4 separate regions of the Mus musculus genome follow, and regions 2, 3 and 4 are each linked to region 1. The links are chromatin contacts, called in public promoter capture Hi-C maps. All regions are on one chromosome and are shown on one strand. The core of a region is the stretch at or near the end of the contact, and the rest is flanking DNA. Distances in the headings are between cores, read along the strand shown.

Region 1 (5,223 bases), core at 1,405-3,904:
TAGGTAATGAGGCCAGAAAATCAAGCTCTCCCCCCTCACACACCTGTGGGGAGAACATGAGAGCCCTTTACCCCAGTACCCAGGGGCATGCAAATCAGAGTAATTAAAAGCCTAGCAGCCCTCCTCACCTCTTCCACTTTGCTAGACTCAGAGAGCAAGGTTTGCTGGACGAAGGAAGATATGTCTTGGTGGCCAACGGTCCCATTTAAATCAAAAGCAGGAGAGCAAGAGCACTAGCATGTGGCCCGCCCATCCCATCCACTTCCTCCTCAGTTCCTTCTCCCGCCCAACAGCCCTCTCCTTACTTGATCTTCCTGAACTCATCACAGTCACACAGGATCAAGTTCATGTGCTTGTCAAAGGCTTTGAAGGTCCCGATGAAGATGCGGCCGTCCTGCAGGATGCACCTCATCCTGTAGTCAATGTGCTGCAGCATCTTGCTGCTCTTGCCCACCGTCTGTGAGGAGAACAGGCATCAGGGAGGCTCAGCTCTTCTGCACTCTCTCACTTCTGGCCCTCCCCCAAGTCTTCCACCAGACTAATCTCTCAACAATTTCCAACTGTCTTCCACACAGTCTTTACCTGAGACTCTTCCTATCGCCCAGCTTCAGCCTAGACTTCTGCCAGGTAACCTGCTAGTCTCCCTTCCCTTAAAAAAGTCATCTTCCTCAGACTATAGTGGCTTTGCTTATGTTGTGTCTGTCTCGGGGGACTGTAAGTGTCCACAAATTAACCAAATCCACCCATACTAAATGGCAGACTCAGAGCTATGAACATATAAATCCATCAAAACAACTAAGAACTGGAATTTGACTGGCACCAAAAACCCACTTAAGGAAAAGTGTATTACCAGAAAGTGAATCAAGTCTGAAGCAAGAATGGAGTCCTCAAACCAAGCACTGGTTAGCATGCCTCCAGGGCTTGGTGTAATAGGGTTAACTTTACTGGGCTAGTGTTAATTAGTTTGGATACTTAATACTGATATATAACTTGTTATCCTTAATTTTTAATTAAGGCAACAACAGTTTCTATCCTGGCTTCCAATATAGCTTTGCAAAAATAAAGGGGGAGCCTCTACACATCCCAAGGTAAACAGAAGTACCTGTCTCTCTCAGAAACATGCCCCCCCACCCGCATCTAACTGGCGTTATGCCACCCCCAACCACCCAAGTATCATCTCTGCCAGGAACTGCAAGTGCTGTTCACTCCCGTAAGCATTACCCCATCCTAACCTAAAGATCCAGATTGTGTTTTCTGCTTAATCCCCTTACATAACTGTTCACGGGGATCAGCATACATCGGTCCCTTTGCCTAGTAACAGCTAATATACCTTATTGGATACTCCCTGTATATCCAGGCCCTTGAAAGGGATTGTGTATTTCATTTGATCCTCAAAATTGGACCCAGTGTCATTCATTTTTACTGGTAAAATAGGCTACTCCGGCTGAAGATTATGTAAGGACTTGCCTCAGTCAACTCTTGGAAAAAAAGAAAAAAGAAAAGCAATATCCTGTTTGAGCACCTCGGGTTTCTTCAGCCACGCAACTAGAGTAATCTTTTGGAGAGATTCGAGGTATTTATTACATGTGGTCTGTAGCCAAAACTAAATAAAATTAGGATTTTGAGTACAGAAATTATAACAAACTGAGATTTCAAGCAAAGACCACTTTCCCTGGCTGACCTTTAAGAACTTAAGTTCATTAAGCCTGGGAAAAATCTTGCAGCGATCGTTCACTACCAACAGGATAAAGCAAGACTGGGCCTTCAGCAACCAGACTCCTGGAAAGTTCGTGCCATCGACTGCTTTGCTCTCTCAGTTTTCCAGATTGCTAACCCTCCCTCCCATGGGGGAGCCGGGTGCCCCGAAACAATCATTTGGGAGTCACCTCCTGGAGAAAACGTTCTCGTTCCTCCCACTGCCGTTACTTTTGCCTAACGCTGAGCTACCACTGCGATATTAGTTATATTGTAGCTATATTAGGACTGCCTGGCCAGAAACTGGCCCAAGTGAAGACAGAACTTACTTTAGGGTGCAGCCCCGGCGCCCGACACAGCCCAACATCAAAATACGAGAAGCAAGGTCGCGCGCGCTCTGCTGGCAAACCCTCTCCTCCAGCCTCCCGCTCCCTCCGCTGCTCGACTCCGGTTTCGGGCCGTGACCTCCGCTACTCCTCCGCCTCGCCCGGCGCTGCCCGGTCGGCCCGAGGCCTGCGCCAGCTCCAAAAGCCCGGGCACACACTGACGCCCAAGTTTAAAGCTACGGAGGCCGCGGGGCCGAAACCGCCGTGGCTCCGGGACACGACGTTTGACGGCCGCGCATCGGCCTCTGTACCCCGGTCGGCCTTCCCCTCTACCCGGTCGCAGCCTCACGGCAAGTCCAGGCCTTTGGCGCTGGGATGAAGCGGCTTCCACCCCGACCTCCTCCGCCACGGGCGGCTCGGCTCGGCTCCAGCCCACGGACGCCGCCAGCTACCGCCCCGTTCCGCACCCCCGAGCGCCCTACAGCCAGCCCGCGCCTTCTCACCATGGTGGCGGCTCGGATGGCTCAGATTCCCGCCGGATTCTCTGCCACAGAGGCCTAGTCGCCAGCCAGCCAGCCGCTGGATTCCCGCCGCCGCCGCTAACGGAAATGCTGCCTGCAAAATGCCGCCGCTAGTGAAGCTACTTCCGGTCCGGCCTCGGACCTGGAGTTCCGGTCTCTGGAACGCAATTAGGGGGCGGAGCATTAGCATCAGCTGACGGATTGTGTGGTGGTTTTGTTTTGTTTTGTTTTGTTTTGGGTGGATTTTTCCCCCCCTTTGTTGATTTTATTGGAGTTTTCCTCCTCGTTTTGTTTTGCTTTAGACCGGGTCTCACTGGGTCTTGAGCTTCGGATCCTCCTACCCACCGCGTTCTTAGTACCAGATGCTGGCGTACACCATACTTGGGCGGCAAACATCCTTGGAGGACAGACACCTCCCCAGCTAAAGTCTCCGCTGGAGTGCTTGGTTTACACGCCGATGTCCCAGACCCCACTCCCATCCAGTTCTCACCCAGCGCTCTTGTGAACTCACTCTAGGAAGCCACTTCTCTAGCTTCTCTCTATGTTCTTCCCTCTTTGCATTTGCTTTTGTCTCACCAGGAGCGCTAGACTCGCAGGTATATGCACACCCTCATGCCCTTACCTCCAGGATTTAAACAGAAATGACAGTCCTGGTGAGGACTTTCCTGACCATTCTTTCTAGGAAAAAAAAAAAAAAATGCAACTTTCTCAGGCTCTTCGCGCTTCCTTTTTGCTTGTTTTCAAATATTGATTGCTATCTGACATACTAAACCGTAGTCCCCTTATTATTGGAAGGGCATGCCTTCCCAGACTCGGAGTAACTCCCCAAGTCACAATATGCTAATTTTTTTTCTACATAAGCACGCTTACGATATGCATATCCTTTTCACTTAACGCAAGTGTATTTTGGCACCCTTGAATTGACTTTAAAAACCGGGATTTAAGCAAGACAAATTTTGGGTCGAAGTTTGGATTGATGTCCCCTTCCCGCCTCTCGGAGTCCGGCCTGGCTACAGGAGGTGGCTACTTCAGTCTCTATATCCCCCTCTGGTAGGAATCTCAGCTAGAGTCACCTCCATAGGTATCCTCCCCAGCCCCAGGCTCCAGCTAGCCACCAGAGAAAAACCCCAACTCCTCCCCACCACATCACACCCCCACCCCCACCCATTCCCTTCCTCACCCCTTCCTCCCCTACCCAGTTCCCTCTGTCCATCCACCTCCAATGACTATTTAGTTTCCCATCTGAATGAGATTGGAATCCCCCTTGGGACCAACAGTGGTATGGGATGGAGGCAATGGTGGGGGCGGGGGGGGGGATTTGTAAGGGCGGGATTTGGGAATAGAAGAGGGAGCAAGGGCTATGATCCAGATATAAAGTGAATAAAAGAAAATTATTGAAAAAACAAAACAACAAAAACAAAAACGGGATTTAGTCAGGCAGTGGTGGCCTTTAACACCAGCACTCAGGAGGCAGAGACAGGCTGATCACTGTGAGTTCGAGGCCAGCCTGCTCTACAGAGCTAGTTCCAGGACAGCCAGAGCTACACAGAGAAAACCTATCTTGAAAAACAAAAACAAAACGAAACGAAAACAAAAAGATAACAGGAACTACCTGAACACCAGTGCTGCAGTGTAGGCCCGCCAGTGCAGTGAGATCCTATGAGTACTGAGTGGGTAGCACACACAGCGTGGACACCTGCATGGACACCTTCCCCAAGGGCTGATCTCTGGTTAAGGCCAAGACATAGCATTCTTCCTGCTACTCAAAACAGTGCATGACACAGAACATTAGTTGCTTATTTCTGGAATTTTCATTTAGTATTTTCAAACTGATAGACCAAAGGTACCTGAAACTTGGATAAGAGAGTACTGTATATATTTTTAAGTTATTTTATTGCCCCACTAGCATGTAAGCTCCGATACATTATGGATTTTTCTTTGTAAACTGTTTATTATTTAGAATACTGCTTAGCATAAAGGGCTTAGTAAGTGTTTGTTTAATGAATTAATGAATTAATCTCATTTGGCTCCATTACTCTTTAATCCTTGCCTATATGCCTAGAACTTTCTAATTTATTCCTCTGACCTTGGTTTTTTGTTTTTGTTTTTTTTCTAACTTTTGGTCTTTTATATAAAATCACTTGCTTAATAGCTGCCCAGCAGATAGGCTAAATTTAACATGTTGAAAACTGAATTCTTGGCCTTATTACTCCTCCCTTCCCATCTCAGAAGTTTTGTCAAGTTACGAAAACAAGGAATGGTGCTAAGACTTTGGTACATTGGGTAGATTGTGTAGAACACGCAAAGCCCTGGGTTCGATCCCCAGCACTGTATAAACTGGGCCTGGTAAGCTATGCCTACCATCCTAGCACTCAGACAGTGAGATGGGTACACAAGGAGTTGGAAACCAGGCTGGGCTCCTCAGGCTCCTGTCTCAAAACAAACAAACAAACAAACAACAGAACAGAACAAAGTAATGAGGACATGAAGCATAGTCAGTTCTTTTCTTCAGTTTATAATCTACCTGTCAGGAAACTGTCCATCCCCCACTGTCACCCTACCTTGTTATTGGTTCCACTGCTGTGACTGCTAGTCTTAGCCACCAGCCTCTCTCACTTGGATTACCAAATGAGTCTGTAACTGTTCTCCTGGCTTTACTCTTGTTCTCAGGGCAGCCAGAG
Region 2 (5,172 bases), core at 793-3,292, 480 kb before region 1:
AGAGGTAGCCATAATAGCATTTACTGAGTGCCTACCAAATGCCAGGCGCATACAGCCTCCCATAGGAGTCTTGTAGTGACATAGGGAAAGGACATTATTATTATCTTCATTATATTGGTGAGGAGATTACGGCTGAAAAAGGAAAAGCAGTCGTTACAAAGTTACACGCAGCAAATAATGGAAGACCATTGGGTTTGAACTCAGCACAGGCTCAGGAGGGGTCACACACACTTAGGCAATACATGGAAAATTCTTGAGGTAAAGCTCCGGAAGTCCTGAGAGTTATCACACCCTTCCACGTGTCTTCTCAAACAGCCCTGACCCAACCGCTTGAGTAGCCTACGGTGTCAAAACAGTGGATCCTACCACACAGCATCCGTGGACCCATTGTGACACCGCACTCCCATCTGCCAGCTACTCCTGGAGACAAGAGGAGTCACCTGCCACCCATCACACTTAGCACAATGAGGACAAAGCAGTGGGCTCAGGATTATGCCAATACACACGCACACACATGCACACACAACACACATAACTCACCCTGCTGGGGCTGCTTCAAGAGCTCCCCCACGCAGATCTCAAAGCCTGGGGATGAATGACCTGTAAAAACAGAACAAAAGATAAAGTGGGGTGGTATGGGAGCACTGGTGAGGTGAGCAGAGGAGGAGGGTGAGCAGAGCGTAGGCATGAAACCCCCATGACTAGGAACAGAAAAGGACTGACATTCTGAGAGGTTTTGCAACAGATCTTGACAGCAACGCCTGTCAGGTTAGAAAGATATCAGTGTGTATTTCACCAACCCTTGGCAGAAGGGTGATAATGAAGGTTTGCTCTCTGTGGGAGGGTACTCGAAACCAGATCCAATAACCTAAAGAGCTCGGAGGCTTTATTAAGGGATACTTGTAAATCTTGAGAGGTTCTCAGAAAACACACACACACACAGGGAAAAGTGACAAGACACAGAATTTACTGTTCAATCATGGAGGTGACTACAGTCGCCGTCTCTGAAGCTCGCCAGCTTTTTGCTGATGTCAAACTTTGGGGTTCTACAGCACTTTCTTTAAACATGAGCATTGCTATCAGAGAGCGGGTGACTTTCCTCAAAAGAGCCTCCACCAGCCTAACTTAGCTGCCTCCAGCGGTAGCGTGACTGTGATTTACAGGAAAGCAACAAGTCCTTTCACAGTGAAATTGACATGGGAAGTCCCCCTCAGACTGGGTATCCAGCCGAGCTCTTGCTTTCCTTTCTAGTTCCCTTTCAACCAAACAACCCCAGACTTCATTCTGAGTGAAATCAAAGGAAGCCACTCAAATCAGCACCTTGTCAGAGATTAAACGTGATTCAAAAAGAGTGAAAAAGGACGGCACTTATTTATGCATTGATGGTGCAGATCGGTACTTGGCAAATGCCGAGTCCTGAACCTCATTAACGTTCCCAACCTGTGTAAGCTAAGTCCAGTGAGAACGTTGACCTTTAAGATCATGCTAATTAGTGAAACCTCTCAGTTTTCCACTCAGGCTACCACCTTCTCCTCAGATCCTGAAAACTAGTGTGGGGACTGCTGTGTGGCAGAGGCGAAGCCCCGCTAGCACCTGTGGGCGCCAGGACTGTTCAGGGCATGGTTTCCAGAGGACAGGCAGCTCTTTGGACTCTCTGAGCTTCTGTAAGCTCACCTTGAAACTATGATTTCCCTGTGCTGAGTAACCAGACCCAAACCTAACTTCCCCCGTCCAAGCTCCCACCGGCGCCCCTGCATAGCACCAGGAGCACATGCATAAAGCCAGAGAGCCTGAGCGCCCTGCGGATCTTACCTGCTTACTGCTTTGTCCCTGGCAGGCTTCTGGCTGATCAGGTGGTAGGGTGGCCGATCCAAGATTCAGAAGGTACCCTGACTCTAGCTCAGAGAAGTGCCACAGAGGAAGCGACGAGGGCTACCAAATCCCCCTATGGCAGTTCTGGAGCCTTATTCCCCTTTTATAGATGAGAGTCTCCCCCTGTCGCTCAGCCCTCTCAGCGCTCGCTCACAGAGCACAGGCTGCCAGGAGCCAATGGGGGAGTGGCAGAGCAGTCAACGCTCAGACCCCCGGGTCCTTCCACTCAACTCCCTGGGCCCGAGTGAGACACAATAGCTGCTCCTGGTGATGTGGGTGTGGAGGAGGATGCTTTCGCGAAGCCCGGGGGTGGATTCTGGTGTAGCGCTGTTTGTCACTTTCAATGCGGCCACTTTTCAGCATCTCCAGGAGAGTGTCACAGGAAAACAGAGACAAAGGTGGGGGAAAGGCAGAGATAGGAGGAGACAGAGAGAGGCGCAGAGAGTCCAATAGAAAGGCAAAAAAAAGTTGAGAATCAGAGAATGGAAACAGAGAGAGGCATGTCTGAAGCACAAGGAAGCCTAGGCAAAGTAAGAGGAAAAGAGAAAGAGCCACAGCCACAGAGGCTATCAAAGATCAGGAGAAAAAGAGGAACAGGGGGTCGGAGGAGGAGGAATGCAAGAAACAAAGGCTGTCTCAAAATATAGGGAACCAAAGGATATGCTGAAGTGTTCAAAGCAGAGGTCTTGGTTATAGAAGAGGAACATTCAGCTCCATGTTGGCAGGGACACACACACACACACACACACACACACACACACACACACACACTAGCATGCATATGAGTGTACATTTGCCTGAGAGTGCCAGGTGACTTGGGCACCTGTCTGAGTTGATGCCAGACACTGCCTTTCCTCAACCAGAGGCTGCCGTTCAATATTCAGTTTTCTCTGGCAGCCCCTGGTTCTCACAAACAAGGATGGCTGCAAACACCTCCCAGAATACCCATGTCTCTGAGTTTGGAAGGAAACATGCTTGTCTCTGTAGTCAGCTGCAGAGATGTTCACCTTGTGGGGGGGGGGGGATAGCAGAGGCTGGCTGGGCAGTCCGTGTCATGAACACCTGGGTTGCACCAGGCAGTGAGCAAAGACATCAACTTTAATCCTCACATTCTGGCCAGGCGCAGAGGCAGAGGCTGGAGAGCTTAGAAACTGGACACAGAACACAGCAAGTCATCACCCAGACCTAGATGGATCTGGTCCTTCCCATCATCTACTGGACAAACGCCCACTCTGAGGACTTGGTTCTACAGTGTCTGTGACTTGATCTGTTTACCTGAACAAGGTCGATGACAGCTACAGCTAGTAGTAACATTGGATGTGTCAGCTTGGTCTCTGCCTCTGCCACCCATCTGTGCAGAGCCCTAAGTCAAGTGAGTGGGTTCAGCCTCAATCTGCTTATCTGTAGAATGGGGGAAAGAACCCCACTGGGATCTTGGCATAGTGAAAGGAGGAAATGCCAAAAGCAATTGCCATAGCTGGCATGTGGCCAGGACTTCCCTACAGCTGTCCTCCAGGTAATGGTGATTACGTCATCAGGCTCTGATGTACCAGCCACACTTTGTACTTCTCTGGGGCATCATCCTCTTCCTGCCGCTGGATCATTGCGTGCTCTCATACAACTAGGGTGACAGACAGGGCTATTTGGTGAGTACCTGGTTCATCACAGACGTTGTCACTTGTTTCACCATATCCTCCCCTTAGACAAGCAATGCTGTGGAGAGTTTGTCAGCCTGCAGCTTTGCATGATTAAGCTGTGGAGTGTGGTGTAGTACCAGCCAAGCAGGGAGAGTGGAACTTTCCATGTCCCTCTGGCCTTGACTCCAGGCCCCCGGCCCTCTCTCATCTCTACCCTAAGCTTTCCTTCTGCAGGATTCCCAGCCCAAGGTGAATGCTTGCTGGTGTTGTACGGCATTTGGTGGCTGTGTCTCAGGCTGTCTGCCTACTTGCTGAGTCGGAGCTCCTGAGCATCTCCCTAGTCACTGTTACCCAGGGCTCTCACAACCTGAGAGTGAACTGTGTCTTCATCCTCAAGGTCCCAGGCTCATGCCATTCACTCCCATTTTCCTTAATTCCCTTGTCTTTTAAGTTCTACCTCCATAAGCTCTTGCCAATAACCTTGGAATAGATGGATTCTGTAAGAGACAAGGTGGAGTCACTCCTGTAGCTGCTGGAAGTCAGCAGGCAATAGGGAGAGAAGTAAAAATACGACATCATGAGAAGAGTGCAGTGAGGCAGAGATGCTTGGTGTTGAGTAGCCTTCACCTGAGTCTAATGGAGCCTCAAAAGCAAATACTTCAGGCATTTATTTTTCCTCTCTATTTGCAATGTCCTCTAAACACACATGTGTGCTTGTGCAGCACACACACACACATGCACTCACAGAAATGTTGTATACACAAAAATAATTGCTGCCCACACATGCAGGAAAAGGCTAGAAAAAGACTCTTCATATCCCTGGAAAACCCTAACACAAAGTTTCTCCCTCCCTTAGGCTAAGACACCTCTCCTACTTGGGGTCCTAATGCAGGTCTCTGAGCACCATCAAATGACAATAGGAAGCGGGGCTCACTGGACTGCCCTGTGTGCTTAGCATATCCATCGCAACTGACGGGTACCTCATTTAGATGCACAGATGTCCAAGTTATCCTCAGAAGGCAGGAAGATAGTACCAGCTTTGTCTAGCTGTCAGGACTAATTCCCGACTTCTCTCAAGCTCCTTGCCTCCCTGTCCTCAGGGAATGATGACCTCTGGTTCAGATCTTAATGTGTACAAGAAACAAAGAATAAAGAAAAGGAAGTACTTGAAACAATCAGCTCCCACGTCTCATTGTTAGGAAGGTTTCAGGAGGATCATGTTAGGAAATAGGAAGTCAAGAAAATTAAAGCCAGCTCTTATGCTCTCCACTGTGATAGACTCCCCTCATCTATCAACAGCCCTGTGATCAGCTGTGTCCCTTACCTTCTGCAGGAAGACTAAAAAACAGCGTGGGAGAAGGCACACAAACCACCTTAAACAAAGCAATCTAAAAATATGAAAAAATAATGAAAAATTTAAAACACTGAAGGAAAAAAAATAGTAAAATACACTTTAAGACAAAAAGATCTCCCATGACTGTAGCTTAGACGAATCATATGTGGAAATAGCACCAAAAACAGTGCTCATTAGAAGCCAGCACTTCACAGACACACAAAATATGTTAAAATCCCTATTAAAGCACAAAAGACCCTGCTAGTCAAAGCAATCCTACATGAAAAGAGTATTGCCTGACAGAATCACCATTCCTGACTTCTGTATGGT
Region 3 (5,058 bases), core at 2,472-4,971, 490 kb after region 1:
CGAACGCATTCACTGTCTCCTAAGACTGCGGACAATCTCAGGGTCCTCAGGGTCCGGGACTGCTGGACTTCTCTATCGACTTTGTTCCTCGTTGCTTTCTCAGTTCCAGACACTCTGACCCTGTTCAAATGTCTGGGTACCCGTAGCTCATGCTCACAAGAATCCCCAGCTCTGGGCTGGAAGGAGCTCAGCACTTAAGAGCATTGGTCGCTCTTCTAGAGGACCTGGGTTCCAATCTGGAACCCAATGGTGGCTCACAGCTATTTGTAATTCCAGTCTTCTGGCCTCTATAGGCACCAGGGATATTCACAGTGTACAGACATACATGCAAGCAAAATACCCATACACGTAAAAGGCTTTGTTTTGGTTTTTTGGAGACAGGATCTCTCTACATAGCCCTGGCCATCCTGGAACTTAAGAGATTGGCCTGTCTCTGACTCCCAAAGTATAAAAACCCTGTACCATCATACCCAGCTCCTTTTTTCAACCCCCCACCCCATACACATAAAATTGAGGGGGTGTGTGTGTGAAAGAGACTCTCAGGTCAAAGCCATGCTCTTTCGGCAGGTGATGTTCTGAGGCAGGCCCTTGTGCTGGGTCCATGGTCAATCCTTAGTTTTGAAGACAGGAGTTAGCTAGTTAGTCCAGGTTGTCCTCCTGCCTCAGCTTCTCAAGTGATTATAGGTAGGAGTGGGATTATAGGTAGGAGTCACCACCATACCCAGTACCATGGCCTATCCTGTAGGATGGAGACATTTGGGAGCAAGGTTAGATACTAATGGGCCAGGCAACAGGGTCCAGGGTCAATCTTACCTTCTGTTCTTCCTTCAGGCGAAGCCGTTCCTCTTCCTTCTTCCATTCGGCCTCACGTTGGGACTCTAGGCGTTTCCGTTCTTCACGTTCAGCCTCCTCTGCCTAGAGAGAGATTTCTATAGCACATTTCCTCTTCCTCTAGCTAGTTTTCTCACCCCCCACAGAGGCCAAAGAAAGCCACTGCCTGGGCCAGGACAAGGGCTAAGACTGCAGGCCACAAAGCCAGGGAGACAGCAAACACCAGCAGAGCGTAAAAGGAACCCCAAGGGCAGTCTGTCATGGGAACTAGAGATTGGTTCTTTTCCTACCCCTTGGAGCTATTCCCCAACCTCTTGCTTGCCTCTCGCTGAGCCTTTCGAGCCTGTTTTTCCTCTAGCTTCCGTAGTTTCTTGGCTCCAATTTTCCCTGTTGGGTGAACTTCTGCTGGCTTCTCAATGCCTTCTTCCTCCTGGGCTGAGTATGATCAGACAAAGACAATCTGAGTCCTAGACAGAGAAGACTCACCCCCGCCCCTTGTGACTTTCTTTAAGGGATAGGGTAGGGGTGGTTTCTACCTACCTCTGCTTTCCAGAAGCATCTACCATATATGTGCATACACATACCAGTGTAAGAACAAACACATTATGTACTTGGGGGGTGGTGGTGGTGGTGGAAGGCCACACACAGGGACAAAGGAGACTTAGATACTGCACAGCTGTAAGATGTCAATACCTGAATGTTTGAGACTCATATGTACCTGCAGAAGTCCCTAATTTCTGTCTCTGTGCCAAACCTCCAAGGAAGTTTATTCCTGCATAAATCCAACGTCCTGTATGTTCTAGTCAGGAACTGATGAGTGTCTCAGACTCCTTCAACCTTACCTACAACCTCCCAAAGGAGCTTTATCTTTAAAATAAAGGATGCTTTATCGTAACAGAGCCAGACAGAAAAAAATAACCCTAACCTCAGGACTACTCCAGGGCCAGCTGAAAATAACTGATACGCTGATGCCTGGGCCTCAGAGTATAGGACCCAAATCTGAGACAGGACGGACGGTGAAGAGAGGGTCTCTTTGTTGCGGCTGGGTGCTGCTTTTGAAACGGCTATATAAGCATGGCTGGCCTGAAACTTCCCATGCTCCTGCCTCTGTTTTCTGAGTGCAGGAGTTATAAGCATGCACACATACCCACTGAAGGTCTCTTTTTAAGACAAAGGGGCTAATAATCCCAAGGAGTCAAAGCCAAAGCCCAATTTCCCCTAAATTCTCTTCTTCCTACCAAGCCAGACTTCAAGTACTAGAGAAGACACATTCTTTCCCACAACCATGCGGATTTTGTAAGACTCCAAGTGTCTGCTGTGTGGATGTAAATATCAGCTGAAATGTCTCTATTTCTAAGCACTTATTCTAGGGTTACAGCTAATTGCACTGAACCAAGATGAAGGAAGTGACGCCCAATAGAACAGGGATTGAGTTAAGAAATGCTGACTTCAAGGACCAAAGCCCAGGCCCAAGACTCCAGTCCTACCACTAAATGTCCTTCCTCCACTGGCTTCATGCTCCTTGTGTGTCTCTAGCTTGGGAGACTTCCGAACGCCTTTAATCCAGCCCTCCCCCAGGCTGGGCCCTCTTACCTGGAATAACAGTTTGACCCACATTCTCATCCCCGTCTTCCCAGGCCACTCGCTGGGCTCGACGCTGGGCCTGTAGACGGCTGCCCAAGTCCCTCCGACGCCGGGGTCTGCTTCCAGTTCTCTGTTCTTCAGACTCCTGGGGCAAAGAGCGGCCTACCTGGCCTGCTCCTGCCCTCTCTTCCTCATTGTGCAGTGGTTCTCCGTCAGCTTTTGGGAGGGAGGAATCATAACACTGTCAAGCAGCCCATCTTCAAGAGAGTGAAGCACAGGATCTTGGGAGTCTCATCCCCCTGCTGAACCACCTCAGACTATTGCTGCCCACAGCACCAAGTCCCAACTTAGGTTTGTCAAGGCCTTTTTTGTACGCACACTTTGGCCTGATGCTCACTTCTCATTTCCTACCTCCTTTGATATCTTCATCTTGAACAGGCGACCTGTGAGGATACTCTCACCCTGAGGTTTACAGATCTCGCTCCATGCCCGCTGCAAGATTACATTTACTTCTTGCTATGTTATGATTTTATAGGGTACGCCAACCAGAGACTACATGTCACAGTCGAGGCTGAATCGTCCCTCCCTGGAAGACTTGTTGGCAATCAGCTTTACCTCAGCTTCTGTCTCTTCTGCCCGTGGGACACAGAGGTGCTCTGAGGTGGCTTATGGGGTCAGGCATCAGAGAGATATATAGAAACTCCTACACTTACGTGAAATGTTAGTAAGGGGGACTGTCAGGTTGTCAGTGCCAGGCCACTTCTAACCCTGGTGGAGGCGAGGCAAAGCAGCATGGGTGCCCTCTTTGGCGGGAGATGCATTCAGTTTCCTAAGGCTGCTTAGCCCTCCTACTCCTAGTAAGCGGAACACACTGGGCAGGATTAGAAAACCGGCAGCCTCTCCTATTGGTGCAGAGTAGAAAGGCAGGCTTGGTTCCTAGGTTGCATCCCCAGCTCTGGGCTCCGCGCTAATTCCGAGTGTGTCCTAAGGCGCGTGCGCAAAGCTCGGGCCAGCGCACAAGCTCCTCGTAAGCACAGGAAAGCTCGTCAGTGCATGCGCACGAGTCGAGGGCCTACCAAAGCCCAGGAACTCTGAAAAACGGATTCCTCCAGCCCTGGGACGGCGGCACCTCCTACCTGCTGCCGCCCGACCCCGGCTGCGAGTCAGGAAGAGGATCAGGCCGATGAGCAAAACTGCCGCCACCAGATACACCCAGGGCCCCACCATGACGACAGACAGCCGGGCAGCGCAGCCAGCGCGCCTGCGGGATCCGGATCGCCAGGCCCCGCCCACTACCGTCCGCCCTGCCCAGCCGCTCGCTGAGCTCCGCCCCCACCCTGGGCTTGACCTGGGCCTCAGTTAACTGAAGAGTCCCTGATGCCACATTTGCTTGCCATCCCAGTGCTCGGGAAGTGGAGACTCGGAGACCAACATTTCAAGGTCGTCTCTGGCTATATGGCAACATGGAGGTCGTCTGCATTTAATGACGCTGACTGCTCTTCCAGTGGGCCAGGGTTCAGTTCGCAGCACCCACATAGTGGCTTACAACCTTCTATTACTTCAATTCCAGGGGACCCAAAACCCTCTTCAGACCCTCTCGAGTGTCAGGCACGCAGGTTATACACAGATATGCATACCTGCGAAACACTCATACACGTCAAATAAGTGTTTAAGAAAAAAAGAAAGAAAAAGGAAGAAAATAGTGGGGCGAGTAAGTAGGGGACTAAGCTGGGGTTGTAGATTAGTAGTAGAGCACTCATGGCCAAGGCCCTTAGTTTAATTTGGAGCACTGAAAAATGCAACGTGTGTACGAATATCTTATTAATACTGCAAGTTAGGCATCCATTGTATTACTTTCTGTAAATGTGGAATGTTTTGTAATTTGTTTCTCAATGTTGATAAACCTAAGGCCTTCCAGGCGTCAGGCAAGCGCTGTTACGGTAAGCTTTATCTCTAGCACCTACGTTCTTTCCGTATATTTGGAGATTTAGATCCATGTTCGGCTGAAGGTTGAGGCTTTGCTGGAATTTTATCGCAGCTGCCCCCCACCTTTAGTTGTTTGGTTTTGTTCTGAGACAGGGTATCTGGTAGCCTAGGCTGGCCTTGGACTTGGTGTATAGTAGATGGTGACTTTAAACTGATCCTTTGCTTCTGCCTCATAAGTGCCTGGATTATATGGGAGTACAGGTGTGCACCCTGATGTCCAGACGCTCCTCCATCTTTTGAGGATGGGTTGTTTTGTTTTAGTTCTTTGAGCTCTCATTATATGGCCCTGCCTGGCCTAGAACTCAATATGTACACAAGGCTGGCCACAAACTTAGAGGGATCTGCTTGCCTCTTCCTTGGTTATAATTAAAGGCATGTGGCACCACAGACCTGCCTGGCTCCTGAATTATTATTATTTTTTTTCCGAGACAGGGTTTCTCTGTGTAGCCCTGGCTGTCCTGGAACTCACTCTGTAGACCAGGCTGACCTCGAACTCAGAAATCCACCTGCCTCTGCCTCCCAAGTGCTGGGATTAAAGGCGTGTGCCACCACACCTGGCTGGCTTCTTAACAAATGTTATTTTATATGTGATATATATATATATATATATATGTATATTAATTACCTGGCCTATATATGTAATATATATGCTTATAT
Region 4 (4,762 bases), core at 816-3,315, 440 kb before region 1:
GCAAATAATTGCAGAGCCAAAACTTGAGCCCAAGTCGCTTTGGCTAGAGAGTCAGCTACCCTCCCCTGAGTGAACTTCAGTTTCCTACAATATACAAGATTTTTTTTCTTCATCTGTCAAATAGGAAGCTGGGCAAATCTTGTAAACATGGAAATAACTTGGCAAAATGTATGTTATCAGCATTCCCACTCTCAGATGGTTATGGAATGGAAGTGGAGATACACAAGATTGGTCTCTTCTGAGATAAGTCACTTCTCAACTCCCACATTCCTGAAGAATCCAAGACATTTGATTTGCTAACGTTAGGCAAGACTTAGTCCTCAGTGAGCCGGGTTCCTCCAGTGAAGTCAGAATAGTCCGGGCATCCAGATCTGTAAGATCTTGAAGACCAATGATATGTGAGGGAATATCTCGGGAGTTGGGGGGGGGGGGTGTAAAGTGGTTACATTCTTCTTCTTTCTTCTCCTCCTTCTCCTCCTCCTCTTCCTCCTCCTCCTCCTCCTCTTCCTCCTCTTCTTCCTCCTCCTCTTCCTCCTCCTCCTCCTCCTCCTCCTCCTCCTCCTTCTTCTTCTTCTTCTTCTCCTTTTATTAATTTTCTTTATTTACATTTCAAATGCTATCCTGAAAGTTCCCTATACCCTCCCCCCACCCTGCTCCCCTACCCACCCACTCCTACTTCTTGGCCCTGGTATTCCCATGTACTGGGGCATATAAAGATTGCAATACCAAAGGGCCTCTCTTCCCAGTGATGGTCGACTAGGCCATCTTCTGCTACATATGCAGCTAGAGACAGGAGCTCTGGGGGTACTGGTTAGTTCATATTGTCATTAAGTGGTAACATTTTAACTGTGTGTGCTCAGTTATGCATGTCCATGTATGTGTGCTGTGCACGGAGATGCATTTGCCCTCTTGGCCACATTTGGAGACCAGATGTTGATGCTACAACGTCTTTCTCTCTTTCATCTTATATTTTGGGTGCACTGATTCTCTCAGTGAACCCAGAGCTCACTATTTCAGCCTGGCTGGCCTCCTGGATCTGCCTGCCTGCTGGGGTACAGATGTCCACTGTAGCATACAGCTTTTACATGGGTCCCCGGGACCCAAACACAGATCCTCAGGTTTACACAGAAGCTACTCTACCCACTGAGCTAAACCCATAACACACATTTGAAGTTTTTATTAAGAACATTCATTCAAAACTTCTTAAAACTTGACGGCTACTGAGAGTGGGAGAGAGTCAGTTTTGTTTAAGGGAGTCACCGCTGGTAGGTTGACCATGCTCCAGTAGAAGGCCATACTTTCTAGAATGTTCAGATAGTACAAGTTGTACTTGATGGGTGTGGTGGTTTGAATATGCTTGGCCAAGGGAGTGGCACTATTAGGAGATATGGCCTTGTTGGAGGAAGTGTCATTGTAGGGGTGGAATTTGTGACCCTGCCATGCTCTTGCTTTGATGATAATGGAATGAATCTCTGAACCTATAAGCCAGCTCCAATTAAATGACCTTTATAAGAGCTTCCTTGGTCAGGGTGTCTCTTCACAGCAATGAAGATATTAAGACAATGGGTTTAAAAGCAAGAGGACACAGGGTTAGGTAGGAAAGGAGGGAATCTGGGAGGAGTTGGGAGAAGACAGTGACTACGATCAAAATACATTTATAAAATACTCAAAGAAGTAATAAAACACAAAAATTCTAAACTGTTCCAAATGCAGCTAAGACTGGAGCAATAGTCTCTTCACATACTGTGAGAATTACAACTTTGAAAAACAATTTTACAATTTCCATTTGAAGTTAGAAATACTCTCACCATCTGTGATAGTTCATTTTGTTGCCAACCTGACAGGGTCTAAAATCACCTAGGAGATGAACCTCTGTGTAGGTCTGTCAGGGCATTTCCAAGGAGGTTTAACTGGGGCACCAATACTCTCCTTAAACGTAGGCAGCACTGGCCAACTGACTGGGGGTCAGGTGAACAACAATAAGGAAGAGCCACTGTGGTCCCAAACACTGGTGGGCAGATGCTGAAGAGGCGGTGGGGGAGAATCATGAGGCCAATCTGGGCTACACCATTTTAGGAAAAGAAAAGTCGGTCCAGCATAATCAACCTCTCTAGGCTTCTGACTGTGAATACAATGTAACTGTCTGCCTCCCACTCCTGCCACCATGCTTTTCCTGCAGTGATGGACTCTGGCTAGAAGCTGTGAACAAAACCAAATCCTTTCTTCTTTAAGTTGTTTGTGTCTAGTATTTTGTCACAGCTTCAAACAAACAAACAAAAAGCAAGTAATACACTATCCAGCCCAGCAATTGATTTTTTTTTTCTTCAAGATGAGGTTTCTTTTCATAGTCCTGGCTGTCCAGGACTCACTCTGTAGACCTGGCTGGTCTCGAACTCAGAGATCTACTAGCCTCTGCTTCCTGAGTGCTGCTATTAAAGGTGTGTACCACCACTACCCATCCAATAACTGATTTCTAAGAATTACTCAAGTGAAATGCAAACATGTATTCACATATCACACATACACATATGTGTACTACAGGTGATTGTTTGTAGCAGCTTCCAGAAACTTGGAAGTAAGTCAGGCATTGACTAAGGATCAACAAACTGCCCATTAGCTCAGTGGGATTCTACTTAGCAACAAGAGAAGCAAACAGCACAGAAAACAACCTGGACAAAGAGAGTAGGATTCATCTGCTGAATGCATGAGGTCAACTGTAAAGCACTCACAATTGTAAAGAGATATTCACTATGTAATTCTATTGTGTGTGATATTTTTGAAAGGCTAAAACTTTGTGAGTAGAAAATAGACCCGTGATTGTCAGGAGCTAGAAATGGAAAGAAGCACTGGCTGCAGAGTTTCCAGGGGAACCTTAGGTATATCAGAGCCCTGTTAACTCTTGATTCTGATAGTGGTTCTATGACTGTGTGCTTGGCAAAATTCACAGAACTGTACACCAAAAAAAAGTGAACTTTCTGTAAATAAATTATATCTTTAAAATGACAACAGTTCTGCTACCCAGAGGAGAATTAGTTGGACTAGAGGACAACTCCATCCAAGCCCTTTGTTAGTAAGGGACAAGATGGTAGCCAGGCAGGGTGGGGCATGCCTTTAATCCCAGCAATTGAGAGGCAAATGCTGGAAGATCTCTGCAAGTCGAGAACAGGATGATCTACATAGCAAGTTCTAAGTCAACCATAAAGACATATTAACATATGTGTTTTGTCAGGACAGAGAGACAGACAGGAGTGCACGCATACACACTTACCCACACACCCACCCACCCAGAGAGAGAGAGAGAGAGAGAGAGAGAGAGAGAGAGAGAGAGAGAGAGAGAGAGAGAATCATAACTGAGATGATAATAATGCTGATCTTATGACTCCTGTTCTGGGTCTCACTGCACAGGATCTACTGCCTGTCTTCGAGATACAAGTAAAAGCGGAAAGTGAGGCCGTAGGCAGATTTGGAAGCTATTTCGCAGAAACTGAGATACAGGAAATGCGTTGCAGCACAGGCTGTCACCTCGTAGGCTCACAGTTACATTTATAGGTGGACAGCTTTCAAATTTGTATGTCTGCAATTTCTGCCAATTGCAATAGCTATGACCTTGTATCTTTCTCAAGGGAAAGAGGACAGGGACATTAGCTGAGTGAACAGAGGCATCCCCAAAGGAATAGAAATTAATCCGTCCACAATCTAGGAGCAGCTAAGATATGAGTCGAGTCCCAAGTAACATTTGCAAAGAGGCAACCAGCCTACCCCATCTCTGTAGGTAAGGGAGCACGTGCCTCTGAGAACTCGTTGGGCTGGATGACACCTCCCTCTGCCTGACCTTCTCATCCCTATATTTAGAAATTCAGAAGACAGCCGTGAATCATGGCTAACTCTCTGGTCTAATTATTTCCTTGGGTGATGTCACCTTCGTATCTCGAAGACAGGCAGTAGGTCCCTTGCAGTGAGACCCAGAACGGGAGTCATAAGACCAGCATCATCATCTCAGCTACGATTCTGTGACCCAGGGGGTGATAGCTTTCGTATGCCGGATTTTAACTTCTTTATTGGGAAAATAAGGAAGTTGATTTGTTAGAGATTCATTCAACTTTAAATTAAGTGTCCTTTGCTTAGAAGGTTTTCATTTATCTACCCTAATCTTGAAATACATGGCTTCAAATGAAATTTTTCTGAAAGGACAACAGAGACAGCCAACAGATTAGGAAATTGCCATGAAGGGAAGAGAGGTATGAGGGCCTGGGCTTTGCTAGACAGTGGCCTTCTATTTGACCTTGGAGACTGATTAGTCTGTCTCCAAGCTTCCCACTGGCCAGGGCTAAGAGGCAACTAAAGGTTGTTGAATGAACAAGGAAGAAAATGGTATACTCTAATACAGTAGGCACTACCTACGTGAGACAATTACGTTCTGGAAATGTGGCAAGCGTGACTGGATACTAAAAATACAATTGCTCACTTAATTGTATTGAATACAAACCGGAATGGCCATGGGAGGCTGGGGGGAGTGTTGTACTGGACCAAACCGCTCAGATTACGATAATTCAGTGTTTGCTCAGTGTGTCAGTCACTACTTTATTGCCTCTCAGATGCAAATTTATCCTTTCCCAGACAGCTGTGTACTAGCACCACTGGGCCTCATAATTACTGCCATTTCGCCAACTGATAAAATCTAAAGTTTGTCTGCAGGGAGCCTAAAGAGGTGCCGAAGGAGGAAGATGCACCTTCCTGCTTTGGGTAAGACTCTCCTCTAGGC

Evidence for each region. Promoter capture Hi-C pulls out the DNA fragments that hold promoters and counts their contacts. Capture Hi-C pulls out chosen DNA fragments and counts their contacts.
Region 2: a promoter capture Hi-C map of embryonic stem cells shows a contact between it and region 1, with 2.4 times the contacts expected there. The contact joins the promoter of Pdyn here to the promoter of Snrpb in region 1. A contact is called at or near these places in 9 of 39 promoter capture datasets (the 3T3-L1 cell line, the HPC-7 cell line, cranial neural crest and 5 more), 3 of 484 Hi-C or Micro-C datasets (gonadal supporting cells, tail fibroblasts and uterus), 19 of 115 datasets of contacts at active chromatin or transcription factors (the 230-238 cell line, SST interneurons, acute myeloid leukemia and 8 more) and 2 of 9 other capture datasets (adipose tissue and embryonic stem cells).
Region 3: a promoter capture Hi-C map of adipose tissue shows a contact between it and region 1. The contact joins the promoter of Ddrgk1 here to the promoter of Snrpb in region 1. A contact is called at or near these places in 1 of 39 promoter capture datasets (erythroid cells), 1 of 484 Hi-C or Micro-C datasets (CD4 T cells), 2 of 115 datasets of contacts at active chromatin or transcription factors (effector CD8 T cells and memory CD8 T cells) and 1 of 9 other capture datasets (adipose tissue).
Region 4: a contact with region 1 is called in a promoter capture Hi-C map of hippocampal neurons, with 4 times the contacts expected there. The contact joins the enhancer-like site here to the promoter of Snrpb in region 1. A contact is called at or near these places in 3 of 39 promoter capture datasets (the HPC-7 cell line, embryonic stem cells and hippocampal neurons) and 4 of 115 datasets of contacts at active chromatin or transcription factors (bone marrow-derived macrophages, embryonic forebrain and embryonic stem cells).

What each region holds. Positions count from the first base shown.
Region 1 is chr2:130,176,710-130,181,932 of GRCm38.p6, forward strand. It overlaps Snrpb (small nuclear ribonucleoprotein B), which reads right to left and starts at 2,655. Exons shown (of 7, transcript NM_009225.2): 1 at 2,525-2,655; 2 at 306-457. The coding sequence starts at 2,527.
Region 2 is chr2:129,697,896-129,703,067 of GRCm38.p6, forward strand. Pdyn (prodynorphin) reads right to left here and starts at 2,043. Exons shown (of 4, transcript NM_018863.4): 1 at 1,813-2,043; 2 at 541-600.
Region 3 is chr2:130,660,924-130,665,981 of GRCm38.p6, forward strand. Ddrgk1 (DDRGK domain containing 1) reads right to left here and starts at 3,722. Exons shown (of 9, transcript NM_029832.2): 1 at 3,552-3,722; 2 at 2,425-2,631; 3 at 1,154-1,266; 4 at 814-915. The coding sequence starts at 3,642. It also overlaps a transcript of Itpa not described here.
Region 4 is chr2:129,738,711-129,743,472 of GRCm38.p6, forward strand. No RefSeq gene overlaps it. Among named protein-coding and RNA genes, the nearest start is that of Pdyn, 41 kb to the left of the region's middle. Within about 2 kb of position 2,066, at least 7 of the 459 cell types and tissues checked have an H3K27ac peak or open chromatin away from gene starts, as enhancers often do. A contact at or near this core is called in hippocampal neurons, where this site is marked.